Regions from separate parts of the Pan troglodytes genome. Here region 2 is linked to region 1. A link is a contact called in public HiChIP or PLAC-seq data. All regions are on one chromosome and are shown on one strand. Each heading gives the region's core, a stretch centred on a gene start, on an enhancer-like site or on the middle of the called end of the contact. The rest is flanking DNA. Distances are from core to core; before and after follow the strand shown.

Region 1 (7,612 bases), core at 2,916-5,415:
TGACAGCAGCATTATTTTTTTATTCTTTCTTTCTCACTCTAATCCCATGACAGATTAGTAGCATTATTCACAATAGCCAAAAGGTGGAAACAATCCAAATGTCCATGGGCAGATGAATAGATAAAAAAAATGTAGTATATACATACCATGGAATATTATTTACCTTAAAAAGAAAAGAAATTCTGACATTGTTGCAACATAGATTAACCTTGAAAACATTGTGCTAAGTGAAATAAGTCAGATACAAAAAACAAATATTGTATAATTACACTTACATGAGGTACTTAGAATAGTCAAATTCTTAGAGACAAAATTAGAATAGTGGTTACCAGGGGCTGGGGAAGGGAGTACTGGGGAGTTAGTGTTTAATGGATACAGAGTTTCTGTTTGGATAACAAAATTTCTGTAGATGAATAGTGGTGGTGGTTACACAGCAATGTGAATGTGTTTAATACCAGTGAATTGTACACTTAAAAATGGTTAAAATAGTAATTTTTATGTTATATATATCTTACTACAATAAAATAAGTGTTTGCTGGAAGAATAACTGGGCTCATGTTCAGGGATTTCTCATCCTAGGTACCTAGCCTAGGCTACTTGTCCTCAGCTTTCAGTTTCTTCATAGCCTCACAAAAATAACCACAGAATCCACTAATTGGTTGCTTATTATATGCCAGGCACTGTGCTAAGCATTTTGCATGCATTATATTACTTAATATGCATAACAACAACCTTGTAGTAGATATTGGCATCCAACAGCAGATATTGGCATCTCCATTTTACAGATGAGAAAACTGAGGTACAGAGAGGATAACTAACAAGGTCACCAGCTCAAGACCAAGTTCTTTATCACTTTCAGTACTTCACAAGCTTCTCTCAAATCTGTTTGTCCCATGCTCTGAAGATCTAGACAAAAGATGGTCTCAAATTAGCCAAGACATATATATATACATATATATACACATATATATACACATATATATACACATATATATACAAATATATACACATATATATATACACACACACACATATATATATACACACACACATATATATATACACACACACATATAGGACATCTATATGAGACATATATGTGGGACATCTATATGAGACATATATGTGGGACATCTATATGAGACATATATGTGGGACATCTATATGAGACATATATGTGGGACATCTATATGAGACATATATGTGGGACATCTATATGAGACATATATGTGGGACATCTATATGAGACATATATGTGGGACATCTATATGAGACATATATATGACATATATATGTGTGTGTGTGTATATATATACACACATACATACGTATAGTGCCTTCTAATAAACCTGGAAGTACTTTACTCATATTCACTCCTTTAATCCCACAACAGGCCACAATAGAGTGGGGCACTATTATTTTCTTTCTTTTTTTTTTTTGAGACGGAGTCTCGCTCTGTCACCCAGGCTGGAGTGCAGTGGCGCAATCTCGGCTCACTCCAAGCTCCGCCTCCTGGGTGCACGCCATTCTCAGCCTCCCGAGTAATTGGGACTACAGGCGCCCGCCACCACGCACAGCTAATTTTTTGTATTTTTGGTGGAGATGGGGTTTCACCGTGTTAGCCAGGATGGTCTCGATCTCCTGACCTCGTGATCCGCCCGCCTCGGCCTCCCAAAGTGCTGGGATTACAGGCGTGAGCCACCGCGCCCGGCGGGCACTATTATTTTCTTCATTTTACAGATGAGGAAATGAGCCACAGGGAAGTTAACTAACCCAAGGTCAGAAAACTGGGCATGATCCCAAGAAAGGAGATCTAGGGATCTTTTAACCAGCTGCTCTTTGTGATTTATTTATTTATTTATTTATTTATTTACTTTTGAGACAAGGTCTTGCTGTCGCCCAGGCTGGAGTGCAGCTTCAACCTCTTGGGCTCAAGCGATCCTCCCACCTCATCCTCCAGTGTAGCTGCGGCTACCAGGATGGGCTACCAGGATGGGCCACCATGCCTGGCTAATTTTTTTTTTTTATAGAGATGGGGTCTCACTATGTTGCCTAGGCTGGTCTTGAACTCCTGGCCTCAAGTGATCCTCCTGCCTCAGCTTTCCAACATGTTGGGATTATAGGTGTGAGCCACCGTGCCTGGCCTTGTGATTTCTTACAGGAAGGCATCCTCTGTCTATTGCTCCCACAAAGGCAAATAGGCCAACGCTTCTTCTCATCTCATCGGGACATTATTCCTGTCTCCAACCTTCTCATGGTTGAAATGTCTGTGGAATGAATGCATAAACGAGCAAAAGAGAAGCTCCCTGCCCCTTCCAGTTGAAGTCCTCAGTTCAGCCCAGAGGTACTTTGCCATCAGACAAAAGTACTTGGGGCTCTCCAAGCCGACATGCTTTTTCCAGTGCCTTCCTTCGATAATTACAGTTCTTGTGCTCTTAGTTGTGTGTATTCATGAATTATTAGATTTTTTATTGACAACTTCTATAAGCACAGGCCTATGCACAGAAGACAAGATAAATTAATAATTTTTCACAAGACTCCAGGGACCCTTCTCATTTCAGCCTCTTGAATTTTCCTGTATTATCTCAAGTCCTCCTGGGCCTGAAACCTTCTCACTCAGATTTTTCAGCTGGATCCGGCTCCCACCCAGCATCTTTGGGCGAGAAAAGCTCTCCTGCCGGCCTCCTCATTTTTGGCTTGAGGTCCGAACCCAGTTGGAGCTGGGAGACGTCGCTGGGCCTGCCCGCCTCAGCCTCCAGTAGAGGAGAATGGGAAACTCGGAAAGTCCAAAAGGGTCTTTGAGTGTGTCTGCCGGCATCCGCCAGCAGCCATCGCCTGCATTTTATCCAGAAACTAGTGTCAGGCCCTGCGAGGTATCCATATTGGTAGTTATTGCACGCTTTCATCTTGGAGTTTCTGAATATTCATGAGGGAAGCAGAAAGGCCAATGTTAAAGAGGAGAGAAACAGAAATGCATAAATATTAATAAAGGCAAGCCCACGTGCTCGGAGGAAGGCTATGAATGTTAACGAGGGGATGACGTCCAGCTCCCGCGCGTGCCAGTTGGGTGGGTGCCCGAGCGCGGGCGCGCCCCCGGAGCCCGGGCACGAGCGCGGGGAGAGGGTGGGGTGGAGGCGGGAGCGGAGCCGGGCGCCGCCGGAGCTGCGGGGGGAGCGCTCGCTGGCTGGCTGGCTGGCTGGCTCTCCGCTGCGCTGCGCTGCGCTCCGGCCGCTCCCGCGGCCCGTGGATGGGGGTGTCCGGCTGAGCCCCGGGATCCGCCTCCCTCCGCCAGGACCCGCACAGGTGCCGTCGCGGGGGTCGACTTTAGTTAGGACCCGACTCACTGCTGGGGGTGGGGTCTGGTGGGGGTGGTAAGGAGGCCCCGGGATTCTCTGACAGGACGGTCTGGGGTCGCCGCAGCTCCCCTCACCTGGTCCCATTCTGGGATTAGAAAGGAACAACGGGAGGCCGTCGCCTTCCTGCCCAGCCCTTCAGGGAGCGCAGCTGGGACGCCGCGCCAGGCCCTGGAGATGTGGGATGATGGGCACTTCCAGTATCATCTCAGCATCGGCCCTCCAGCCAGGCCTGGTGTGTGTGTGTGTGTGTGTGTGTGTGTGTGTGTGTGTGTGTGTCCGCGTGTGTGTGCCCGCGTGTGTGCGCGCGTGTGAAGGCAGGCGGCGAGGTATGGGGGCTGGGGGAAGAAGGGAACGCCGCCCGATCGCGCTGGGGCAGTGGGTCGGTACCTCGTCCCGGGACCGTTATCTGGTCCAGTCACCGAAAACGCCCCAAGATCATCTTTGTCCCTAAAAACTTACCCCCGACCCCGCTCGTGCCCCTCCCCAGAGTGCGGAGCCTTTCCCAGACCGCGCATTCCTGCAGTGTCAGAACCGCTGGCAGCGGCCGCAGACGCCGGGAGAGCGATTGTTTTACTACAGACGGGCGGGAGAAGGGACCGGGGCGGCTGCGCGGTGGCGGGGCGCGCTGCCGTCGGGTGGGCCCCGGGCTCTGGAGCGCGGGGAGCAGTGTTTGACGGCGTCGAGCGGGTATCACAGCCCGCTCTTCTTCCCTTTTGCCTATCCCTTCCCTCCCCGCCGCTAGGCATCCCCGACTCTCATCCCTCTCCCGTGTCCGGGCTTGTTTGGCCGGAAGGGCAGTGGAGTGTGTATGCGGCCTGCACGGGATGAGTCCGGCTTCCTCAGAGTGCCAGCCATTGTGCTGCCTGGAGGAGGCTTTCTTTACCCCACCGGACTGGGGGGAGGAGGGGGATCTGAGATGGAGGTGAATGGAGCAGCGGGAGGAGGGGGAGGGGAGCAAGCAGAACCGCGAAGGGGTTGCTGATCCATATGCAACGAAGTACTTTTTCTGTCAAAATGTGCACAAACATGCACACTGGGTGGGTTCTGCGGAGGAGCAGTGGGAAATCTGAAGGTGGACCAGTGCAGGGTAGGTTTTAGGGACGGATATGGGGGACGAGGCACGGAATCAATTGATCTATGGACCAAGTGATGGGAAGAAGGAGATGGAATGGGGCTTGTGTGGAGGTGCCGAGGCCCAGCGGGGTTAGCGTGGTGAAATCTCCACCGCTCCGCTCCACTCGGGTCAGCTCAGCAAAGCAGGGACTGAGCATTTGTACCGCAGCCCCGAGATGCAGCGAGTGCATCATTGTGCTGCAGGGAGACGTTTATGCGTTTCCTATTGGGTCTCAGTTAAGCCCCGTGAGTGTCTTTTCTTTTCCAAATTACACCATCTATTGGGAGTGAAAATAAATGGAATAGATTGTAGGACAATCAGACTATAGTCCTGCGCTCTGTTCTGTGGTAAAGAGAAAAAGAAAAGGCGACCCTCCCATGGTTCCTTCTTTCTGCCATTTTCATGTATGTATGGATTTATTTTTGATCTTGGAAGTCTAAAGGGAATAAGCTATCACTTGTATTAATCCTACTTTAAGGAAAAGAAAGCTCCCAGATGAGCTATGAATGAGGATGGTGCAAGCTTGCCAGGATGGAAAATAAGGTTGTTTCAGACATTTTAGTTGAAGGATGAAAGCACTCCGTGAAGAGAGGAGGGCGAAAGAAAGTGGGCTAAAGGAAGGAAGGCAGGGTCACCATCTAAGGAAGTGCTGCCAACCCCAATCCACAGAGCCCTCCTGGAGGCTATAGTGGGGCCCGTCAGAACCCCTGACTCTCATCTGTGCCACAGCCTGAGGTCTTTCCACAAATGCTGGATTCAGTTTGGGTGTTGAGTGACTAGTTTCCCAGCACTGGCTTTCACTTTAACTTCATCTCCAGATGGTCATTCATGCAGCACTTCTTGGCTCTTGGATAATGAGTTGACAAAAAACAATCAGTCTATATTATGGACTGTTTCAAATGAGCATGTGTCTGAACCCTAGAGCTGTGATATTCATTTCGTCTTTTATAATTTTCTAGATGAATCCATTTTCTCTACACTCTGCCTGGGCTGAGGATAGGTGCTTTCAGCACACTCTTCCTGTTGCCAACACTCAAAACTCAGTCTTAGTCCTAGATTCTAGTTGGATTGGCCTCTTGTTGCTGGTTAATCATATAGACTGTGTCATTTCAAATAAGAAACCCCACTGGTGTCACCATCTGCTTCTCCCCTGTCATTCCCAGAGAAAAGTACAAATTTAAAGGCAGTGTAAATACCTGCAACACTATCTGATTGGCTTTCATATCTCTGTAAAATGGAACCCACAATCCAGGAACGTTTGAACAAATAAATTGAAAAAAGAAGCCTTAGTAAAAAAGATGCTAAAATTCTTTCAGCAATAGTTCTCTTGTTTGATAAGCATATTGAAGCATTGCACAGAGAATATCATGGCAGGGATAATTTTTCTTTTACTTGAAGCACTCCCACATCACATTTCTTTCTTTCTTTCTTTCTTTCTTTCTTTCTATTTTTTTTTTTTTTTTGAGATGGAGTTTCGCTCTTGTTGCCCAGGCTGGAGTGCAATGGCATGATCTCAGCTCACTGCAACCTCCGCCTCTTGGGCTCAAGCGATTCTCCTGCCTCAGCCTCCCAAGTAGCTGGGATTACAGGCACCTGCCACCATGCTCAGCTAATTTTTTTTTTTTTTTGTATTTTTAGTAGAGACAGGGTTTTGCCATGTTGGCCAGGCTGGTCTTGAACTCCTGACCTCAGGTGATCCACGCACCTCAGCCTCCCAAAGTGCTGGGATTACAGGCATGAGCCACTGTGCCCAGCCCCCACATCACATTTCTATGTAAGTTAGCTATCCTGGTTTTCCTAGAATTATTTTTAACTTTTTTTTTTTTTAAAGATAGGGTCTCACTTTGTCACCCAGGCTGGCATACAGTAGTGTGATCATAGCTCACTATAGCCTCAAACTCATGGGCTCAACCAATCCTCCTGCCTCAGCCTCTCCAGTTGCTGGGATTACAGGTGTGAGCCACCGTGCCCAGCTTTGATTTTTCTAGAATGATTGATATTTATTGGATGCTTTCTATATTCTGCACATTGTACTTAACACTTCAAAGATGATCTCATTTAGTCCAAAAAGTAATCTTCAAGGGAAGCACTGTTTTAAACTCCATTTTATAGATGATGAAATTGAGGCACAGTGAGGTTGATAACTTGCCCAAAGTCTCCCAACTAGGAGTGACAGGACCAGGACAGGAACCCAAAGCCTATGCTCTTAGCCATCACAGAGTACTGCCTTAATCAACACAAATCCCTGGGCTGTGAAAACTGTTTTACTCTCTACTGCATTCTGCCATCTTTTCTAATCTCACTTTTTTGTTGCTCAGGGATTCTTCATCTTTTTTGCACTATGACCTCCTTTGGTGGTATGGAGAAGCCTGTGGGCTCCTTCTCCAAATAATGTTTTTAAATGCATAAAATAAAATACTTAGTCTTGTAAAGGAAACCAATTTCATTGAAATATAGTTACCTTCAAAGAGCCCGCAGGGGTCTATGTACTGAAGATGAAGAACCCCTGACTGGCAATTACTTGTGTTTGCTTTAGAGCTGTGTTGTCCCTTGTGGTAGCCACAGGCCACATTTGACTGTTGAGCACTTGAAATGTGGCTAGTCCAAAGTGAGATGTACTGTAAATGGAAAATATACACTGGATTTCAAAGGGCTTAGTATAAAAAAAATAAAAACTGCCTCATTAGTTTTTTTGTGGATTACATTTTGAAATGGTAACACTTTGGATATATTGGATTAAATAAACATATTACTTCAATCAAAATGATTACTTAAATTATTGATTTATTAAAAATAACTCCTAAAGATGTTAACTCTGTACCAACACCTTCCTTATAACAAATGAGGAAATCAGGACCAATGATGCTTGTCACTCAGCCAGCCATTGGCAGATCTGTTGGCTCTCGAGCCTGTCTTCTTTCCAAGATATGGTACTACTTGTATATATTTTTGTATTCAAAGGTCCTATCGTGTTGCCTTTGCAAACTGTAAATGCTCCAAATATGTTTTAAAGCAATGGTAATCAACTTAATCCCAGCAAAATCCCGGTACAAACTGGCAGTGTTCTTGCCTGGCATGTCCTTTGCCTTGCTTATTTAGAGTTTTAGTTTTATAGGTAGAGATGGAGAATGGGCACTCCTAG
Region 2 (7,612 bases), core at 1,520-4,019, 92 kb before region 1:
GCACAAGTCAGGTCTATGTGTCAAGACTAAAATGGAGTGGTCAGAATAAACCATCCATAATTCTATTTCCCACTCCTTCACAGCTAACAAGTACATAAGCACAATTAGCAATAGTATAGCACAAGGAAGAGATGAAAAAATAAACAGGAAAGATTGGAAATACTGAAAAATAATAAAATGGAGAAAGAGAGCACTCAAGAAAAGGCAGGACTGTATGGGGTGGCAGGGGCGGAGGGGGGGAAGCAGGAAATAAACATTGAGACCAGAAGTGCAAGCCCCAGCAATTTCAGAGGCTAAGGAGGGAGGATCGCTTGAAGCCAGGAGTTCAAGACCAATCTGAGCAATACAGCAAAACCCCATCTCCACAAAAAATTGTTTAAAATTATGCAGGCTTGGTGGTCTGCACCTGCAGTCCCAGCTACTTAGGAGGCTGAGGCAGGAGTTGGAGGCTGCAGTGAGCTAGGATCACACCACTGCACTCCAGCCTGGACAACAGAGCCAGACCTCCTCTCTTTAAAAAGGAAAAAAAAAAAAAAAAAAAGAAGTGAAAGGCATTAAGAGGAAAAATAGAAGTCACGACTGAATCAACACAATTTCGAACCCTAAATTTAAACTTCAACTGAATGGCTATAAACTTTTTTCTTTTCGAAATCCCAATGGGGCTGTCGGGTCAACTAACAGCATACCCGATAACTAATGCAGGTACAATTATGCACTCAAAAAGAGGAGGAGGTACACAAACACAGATCCACTGTGCTCTCATCCCATATATCAGACTGTAACGACTGCTCAGATCTATACCCGCTTCCAATCATCTGTCTCAAGGCTTCTCTGTAACTGACAATGCTGATTTAAGAGACTGATTAAATTACACAGACAGTTTGATGGCATCAGATGATAATCTAGAGGGAAAGAAAACGAACTTTTCCTACTGAAGCAGAAGAGTCGGGGGATAAAAAAAGTAGATTAAAATGTTGAGGGACACTATCTGTAGGCAGTTCAAAATGGAAATCACATGACAGATATGAATTATTTATATAGCAATATAGCATTAATCTACCATAGGTTAGTTATTCTTGTATAAGACAGTACTACTATCTTTTTTTTTTTTTTTTGAGACGGAGTCTTGCTCTGTCGCCAGGCTAGAGTGCAGTGGTGCCATCTCGGCTCACTGCAACCTCCACCTCCTGGGTTCAAGCGATTCTTCTGCCTCAGCCTCATGAGAAGCTGGGACTACAGGTGTGCGCCACCACGCCCAGCTAATTTTTGTATTTTTAGTAGAGACGGGGTTTCACCATGTTGGCCAGGGTGGTCTGGATCTCTTGACCTCATGATCTGCCCACCTCAGCCTCCCAAAGTGCTGGGATTACAGGCGTGAGCTACCACCCCCAGACCTACTTTTTTAAATTACAAGGTGATCAAGAGCTAAGTTATAACGGCTATAACAAAGGATATGCAACATCATTCAAGATGTTTTGCTTTTATTCTTTTTGACTGACACATAATTGTACATATTTATGGAGTACAGTGTGACATTTTGGTACATGTATATAATGTGTAATGATCAAGTCGGGAAATAATTAGTAGATTCATCACCTTATTTTTTTTGTCTTAGGAATATTCAAAATCCACTCTTCTAGCTATCTGAAAATATACAACAAATTGTGTATTTTTGTTGTTAATTATACTCCTAATAATAGTTATCCTATAGAACACTAGAATTTATTCCTATCTAGTTGTACTTGTGTATCCCTTAACAAACGTTTGTCTATCCTCCTCCATGAATCTTTTTTCCCACTATTATTGGAATAAAGGAGAAAAACAACAACAACAACAACACTGGACTAGGTGGAAGGCATATAGAATGCTAGCCCCAACACTGAGAAGTCAAGCATGTTTTCCATAATTAACTGTCCCAGAAGAGCAGTTTAGAAATGTGTTTAAGTATAGTCCCAAAGGGAAAGCTTACTTTGCAACTAAAAATAAAGGCCTAACTACTCCAGGAGGTCAACAATCCAGCCATATCTCTCAGGGTTTGCAGCTGTTTTCTGGAATGCCTGAAATAGGAACAAACTTAACACCACTGCGTTGATACGAGCCACACACCAAAATGAGACTGCTAGGATCTCTACTTGAAAACTGAGTAAACGAGCTAGTTATTGAGGGCAGGGCCGTAAGGGAGATTTCATCTCGTGCTCTTTGGTCACTTTCGCACACCGCCAAGCAAATAAGAGCAAAGACACCTTTCTTAAAACACTTACCAACCTGCTCTCCTCAGTTGAGGAGCTTGCCCTGCAAGCTGTGGCATCTCCTGCCACCCTGCCTCTAGTTTCCCAGACTGCAATTTCCCCAGCCCCGTTTTCCTACACACGTTTCCACACCCTCTCACAATCTTTTACTCTCTTCTCCCTTCCGGTCGTTCCAGCGGGTCCCACCTCCCTCTTCTTCCCACCCTCAAAGAACTGACCACCTCTGATACCCCTCAGCGCGGGACACTCATCACCCCAGCATCCTACGCGCCTTCCCCTCCATAACTAGTCCCAGGACCCAGTCTTTCCCACGCTCTCTTCTCAAGACCCACCTTACCCTCCCTCCCCAGACCTTCACATCCTTCCAACCAGGAAGCCCCCACACCACGCCCCACGCCCCCTCCTCTGCAAGGCCCTAAGCTCTGCTCTCCACCCCCATTTAGGGTTTTGCCTCCTGCACTTCGTTCAGCCCCATCAACGCCATGGACTGCACCTGCCGCTGATTTTCAAATTACGTTCTACGGCCTTCTCACCTGGCCGGCTTTTCTAAACGATCCGCGGGGCTCCCTCAGCCATCCGTTCAGCGGCGCACCCAACCCTGGCAGGAGCCGGGTCCGCCTCCCGGACCGCTCCCCCGTTGGCTGGCTCCAGGCCACTAGGACGCTTCTGGAGAGCGATAGGATCCCGGAACTGTCTGTCAAGTCCGGAGGCGTAAACCGGGCCGCGATTCCAGTTTTTAATTGGTCTTTACAGCTATCACTTAGCAGTCTAGAGGCGGGTCTGTATGCTCCCGCCGAGCTGTCATAGGCCGGCGCGTAGGAGTCAAGAGCGCGGAAAGAACGTGCCCCAAGCAGTTTGGTTGAGGGCCGAGGAGTGACGTGTAGGTTTGCGGACCCACGGGGAGTCGCAGTGGGAAGGCGCGGCCCACTGACTCCCGTCATGTGACAAGAAGCGGAAACTACGCTGAAATAGGCCCTTGCTCCAAGTCCCAGTAACTCGGAATGCGGAGCCGCTCGTCTCCGTCTTTTTTAAGGTAGAAATTGTTACCTAATACAAGGTGAAAGGAGAGGAGGGAAGCATTTTCTACCTATTTATTCTCAATTAAAACTCAAACGCGGACTGGTCCAGACAGTTCGTCTTTTGCAGGATGTGCCTGATAGTTGACTCGAGCTGTTACTGTGCCCTGGTAACTGCGATGGACCTGGGAACCTTGACAGAGTTCACAGCCGCTGGTTTTGTGAAAGAGCGTGCCTAGGCCTAAAGGGGTTGTCGGGGCTAAGCTGGAAGCATCTCTACAGCCAGCTGAGACAGCCACCGCCGCGGAGGCACAGCCCTCCCCAGCAGCAAGCGGGCTTCCTCGGGAGACCGGGAGGCAGCCCGGCCATGCTTAGTCAGTTCAGCCCTTTGTTAAAATACCGGCCGGAGAGCCGCTCTCCCTATCCTAACTTGCCTCTCTTCTCTCGCACCGCACGCGCTCCCCGACCCCCAATAAGTTTGCTGAGGGCAGAGAAGGGGACGAAGTTTGAGCAGCAATTCCATCATCTCAGACTCGCACGTATACACCTTGATCCTCAGGCACTTCCACTCCCTGCGCGCCTCGGTGAGCCAAGGCTGCACCAGAGAGAGTGGGAACGTCCCGCAGCTCTTCGAACTTGTTGCCTCTGCCACTCACGCAGTTTCCTATTCTCCCATGAAGGGAACCCACCATTTATTGAAAGGTCATTATTTAAATCACTGCTTCAGAATCACATGTATTTTTTTCAAAATTCACATGACCAGGCTCGCCCCAGGACGTTATGATTCAATAGATCTGCTTTTTTTTTTGTTTTGTTTTTAATAGTAAGTAAGTGTTCGATGTAATTTTACTTTAACAAAAGGAAACTGAAGCTGAGCCTGAAGGAATTACAGAACTTGGAGTAAATGCTTCTTCAAAATAGGAGTTTTGGTCGGGCGCGGTGGCTCACCCCTGTAATCCCAGCACTTTGGGAGGCCAAGGCGGGCGGATCACGAGGTCAGGAGGTAGAGACCATCCTGGCCAACATGGTGAAACCCGTCTCTACTAAAAATAGAAAAATTAGCTGGGCGTGGTGGCGCGTGCCTGTAATCCCAGCTACTCGGGAGGCTGACACAGAGTCACTTGAACCAGGGAGTCGGAGGTTGCAGTGAGCCGAGATCGCGCCACTGCACTCCAGCCTGGCGACAGAGCTGGACTCCGTCTCAAAAAGAAGTTTTTTCTCTTTAAAAATAAAAAAGCGGGGAGGGGGGCATTAAAATTAGAAAGATTGTGTTCAAGTTTCTTTTGTTTTTTTTTAAGTACTAACCTAAGAATATTAAGGCCGGTCGCGGTGGCTCACGCCTGTAATCCCAGCACTTTGGGAGGCCGAGGCGGGTGAATCACCTGAGGTCAGGAGTTTGAGAACAGCCTCACCAACATGGTGAAACCCCATCTCTACTAAAAATACAAAAATTAGCTGGGCTTGGTGTCAGGATCCTGTAATCCCAACTACTTGGGAGGCTGAGGCAGGAGAATCGCTTGAACCCAGGAGTTGGAGGTTGCAGTGAGCCAAGATCGCGCCATTACACTTCAGTCTGGGCAGCAAGAACGAAACTCCGTCTCAAAAAAAGAAAAAGAATATTAAGATGTTAGAGTTTTTATTAATTTTTTTCAAAGTAGGCCAGGCACGATGGTGGGCTCCTGTAATCTCAGCTACTCAGGAGGCTGAGGCAGTAGAATTGCTTCAACCCAGGAGGCAGAGGTTGCAGTGAGCTGAGATCACGCCATTGCACTCCAGCCTGGACAACAGAGCAAGACTCTGCCACCAAAAAAAAAAAAAAAAAAAAAAAAAAGTATTAAACGTGTTTCTTAGAATACATTTAAGCTTCCAAGTGATCAAATTAAGTAAACCTTTTCACAAGTCAAAATGTACTATTAAAGAACAAAGTTTGGGGCCGGGTGCAGTGGCTCACGCCTGTAATCCCAGCATTTTGGGAGGCCGAGGCGGGCGGATCATGAGGTCAGGAGTTCGAGACCAGCCTGACCAACATGGTGAAACCCCCGTCTCTACTAAATATACAAAAATTAGCCGGGCCTGATGGCACGTGCCTGTAATCCCAGCTACTCGGGAGGCTGAGGCAGGAGAAATCGCTTGAACCAGGGAGGCGGAGGTTGCAGTGAGCTGAGATTGCGCCATCACACTCCAGCCTGGGCAACAGAAGGACATTCTGTCTCAAAAAAAAAAAAAAAAAAAACAAAAAACAAAGTTTGAAAATCTAATCCTATTTTTAGGATGAGTCTTTGATACCAGTCCATGAGGAAAGGCTTATTTGTGAATAAAATCAAAGGAAAACAAACTCATAGGAAAGTCTTTATAATTATTATAAACAAACCTGGAGGTCCAGGTGTCGTGGCTCAAGATTGTAATCCAAGCACTTTGGGAGGTTGAGGCGAGAGGATGGCTTGAGGCCGGGGGTTGGAGACCAGCCTGGGCAACATGATGAGATGCAGTGTCTACAAAAATAATTTTTAAAAATTAGCTGGACATGGTCGTGCTGGCCTGTAATCCCAACTGCTGAGGAGGCTGAGGCAGGAGGATTGCTTGAGCCCAGAAGTTAGGCGGCAATGAGCTATGATCACGCCACTTCACTCCAGCCTGGGCAACAGAGCAAGAAAGACTCTGTCTCTAAAATAAAATAATAAATAGGCCGGGCATGGTGGCTCATGCCTGTAATCCCAGCACTTTGGGGAGCCAAGGCTGGCAGATCACCTGAGGTCAGGAGTTCAGGACCGGCCTGACCAACATGGAGAAACCCTGTCTCTACTCAAAACACAAAATTAGCTGGGTGTGGTGGCGCATGTCTGTGATCCCAGCAACTCGGGAGGCTGAGGCAGGAGAATCTCTTGAACCTGGGAGGCGCAGGTTGCAGTGAGCCGAGATTGCACCATTGCACTCTGGCCTAGGCAACAAGAGTGAAACTTCGTCTCAAAATAAAAGAAAATAAACCTACAGTTTATACATGAATTATAGTGTATCAGTTAATCCTCCTCCCTCCTGATTTATAAGTCCAAAAGTTTTGAACTGGTTGTTTCAGAAAACAATGCTTTTACTATTTCATCAGTTGCTTAAAAGGAATGTTTTGATGTAGAAGTTAGAACTTTTTTGTAGAGCTTTTCATTTTTCTTAAAGTGTCAGTTTACCTTTCTTGTATATCATTAATCAAACGAAACTCATGCCTTCATCTCATCTGTAGCACACCAGAGTAATAGTATCTGTGTTCTCCAAGCTGTTCTCTCCAGAAACCACATTTCTACGTGTGTGCAAAGTTGTATTACTGGGATTTCCCCTGAATGCACTTCTGGATTCCACTGTTTCATGTTATTTGGTTGGGTGTTTTGTCTTAATAAGACATAGTTCTTTTTCTTTTTTTTTATAGATTATCATCTGATAAGACATCTTGCTATTTCTTAGATTTATTTTTCACTTTTGATGAATTTTTTTTCAAGTAAGTGTTTTAGAAAGGCTGAATGGAAGCAAACATTGCCTTTGCGTGTTAGAAAATATCTGTATTTTGTCCTTAATAGCATGGCTGGGTTTAGAATTTTAGGAACAAAATTGGGACCCACCCACCCCACCCCGTATGCACACAGACACATAAAAGCACACTTTCAAGGCTCTGTGACTATATTGTTCGTGATCCACTGTGCCTTAAGAAACCTGACACCAATCTGAGTCACTTTCCTTTATCGGTAATCTATTTCCCTCTCTGATAAATTGTCTTTCCTTAGAGATTTCATCTATGTGTTTCATCTTCTTTCATTTTTTTCTGCTTTACATTTGGCAGGCCCTTTCAGTCTGAAAACTACAATTTGTATCATCAGTTCAGGAAATGTTCTTTGATTTTATTCATCTCCATTTTTCTATTCTCATTTTCTGAAGTTGCTGTTGGACAAATGTTTTATCTCCTGGTTCTTGGATACCTCTACCATTCTTAACTTTTTCTTGATCTTTTTGCTGTATGTTCTGGAAGATTTCCTCAATATTATCTTGCAGTTCGCTAATTTAGCCTCTTCAGTGTCACTTTTTTTTTTTTTTCCTTGAGACAAGGTCTCATCTGTCACCCAGGCTGGAGTGCAGTGGCACCATCTCAGCTCACTGCAGCCTCAACCTCGTGGGCTCAAAGGATCCTCCTGCCTCAGCCCTCAAGTAGTGGAAAACACAGGTGCGAGCCACCACGGCTAATTTTTGTATTTTTTTGTAGAGACGGGGTTTCACCATGTTGCCCAGGCTGGTCTCAAACTCCTGCGTTCAAGCAATCCACCCACCTCGGCCTCCCAAAGTGCTGGGATTACAGGCGTGAGCCACCGC

Evidence for each region. HiChIP or PLAC-seq counts read pairs in DNA pulled down with a chosen protein or histone mark.
Region 2: an H3K4me3 HiChIP or PLAC-seq map of stem cell-derived excitatory neurons shows a contact between it and region 1, with 5 times the contacts expected there. The contact joins the promoter of STT3A here to the promoter of LOC739973 in region 1. A contact is called at or near these places in 1 of 7 Hi-C or Micro-C datasets (stem cell-derived neural progenitor cells) and 1 of 1 datasets of contacts at active chromatin or transcription factors (stem cell-derived excitatory neurons).

What each region holds. Positions count from the first base shown.
Region 1 is chr9:127,434,861-127,442,472 of NHGRI_mPanTro3-v2.0_pri, reverse strand. LOC739973 (putative uncharacterized protein MGC39545) reads right to left here and starts at 4,165. Exons shown (of 2, transcript XM_001147930.8): 1 at 3,816-4,165; 2 at 2,513-2,916. The coding sequence starts at 4,102. The coding sequence ends at 2,613. FEZ1 (fasciculation and elongation protein zeta 1) reads left to right here and starts at 3,117. Exons shown (of 9, transcript XM_063783485.1): 1 at 3,117-3,303.
Region 2 is chr9:127,524,989-127,532,600 of NHGRI_mPanTro3-v2.0_pri, reverse strand. STT3A (STT3 oligosaccharyltransferase complex catalytic subunit A) reads right to left here and starts at 2,769. Exons shown (of 19, transcript NM_001246449.1): 1 at 2,743-2,769; 2 at 1,597-1,644. LOC134807284 (a long non-coding RNA gene) reads left to right here and starts at 3,118. Exons shown (of 3, transcript XR_010147341.1): 1 at 3,118-3,282.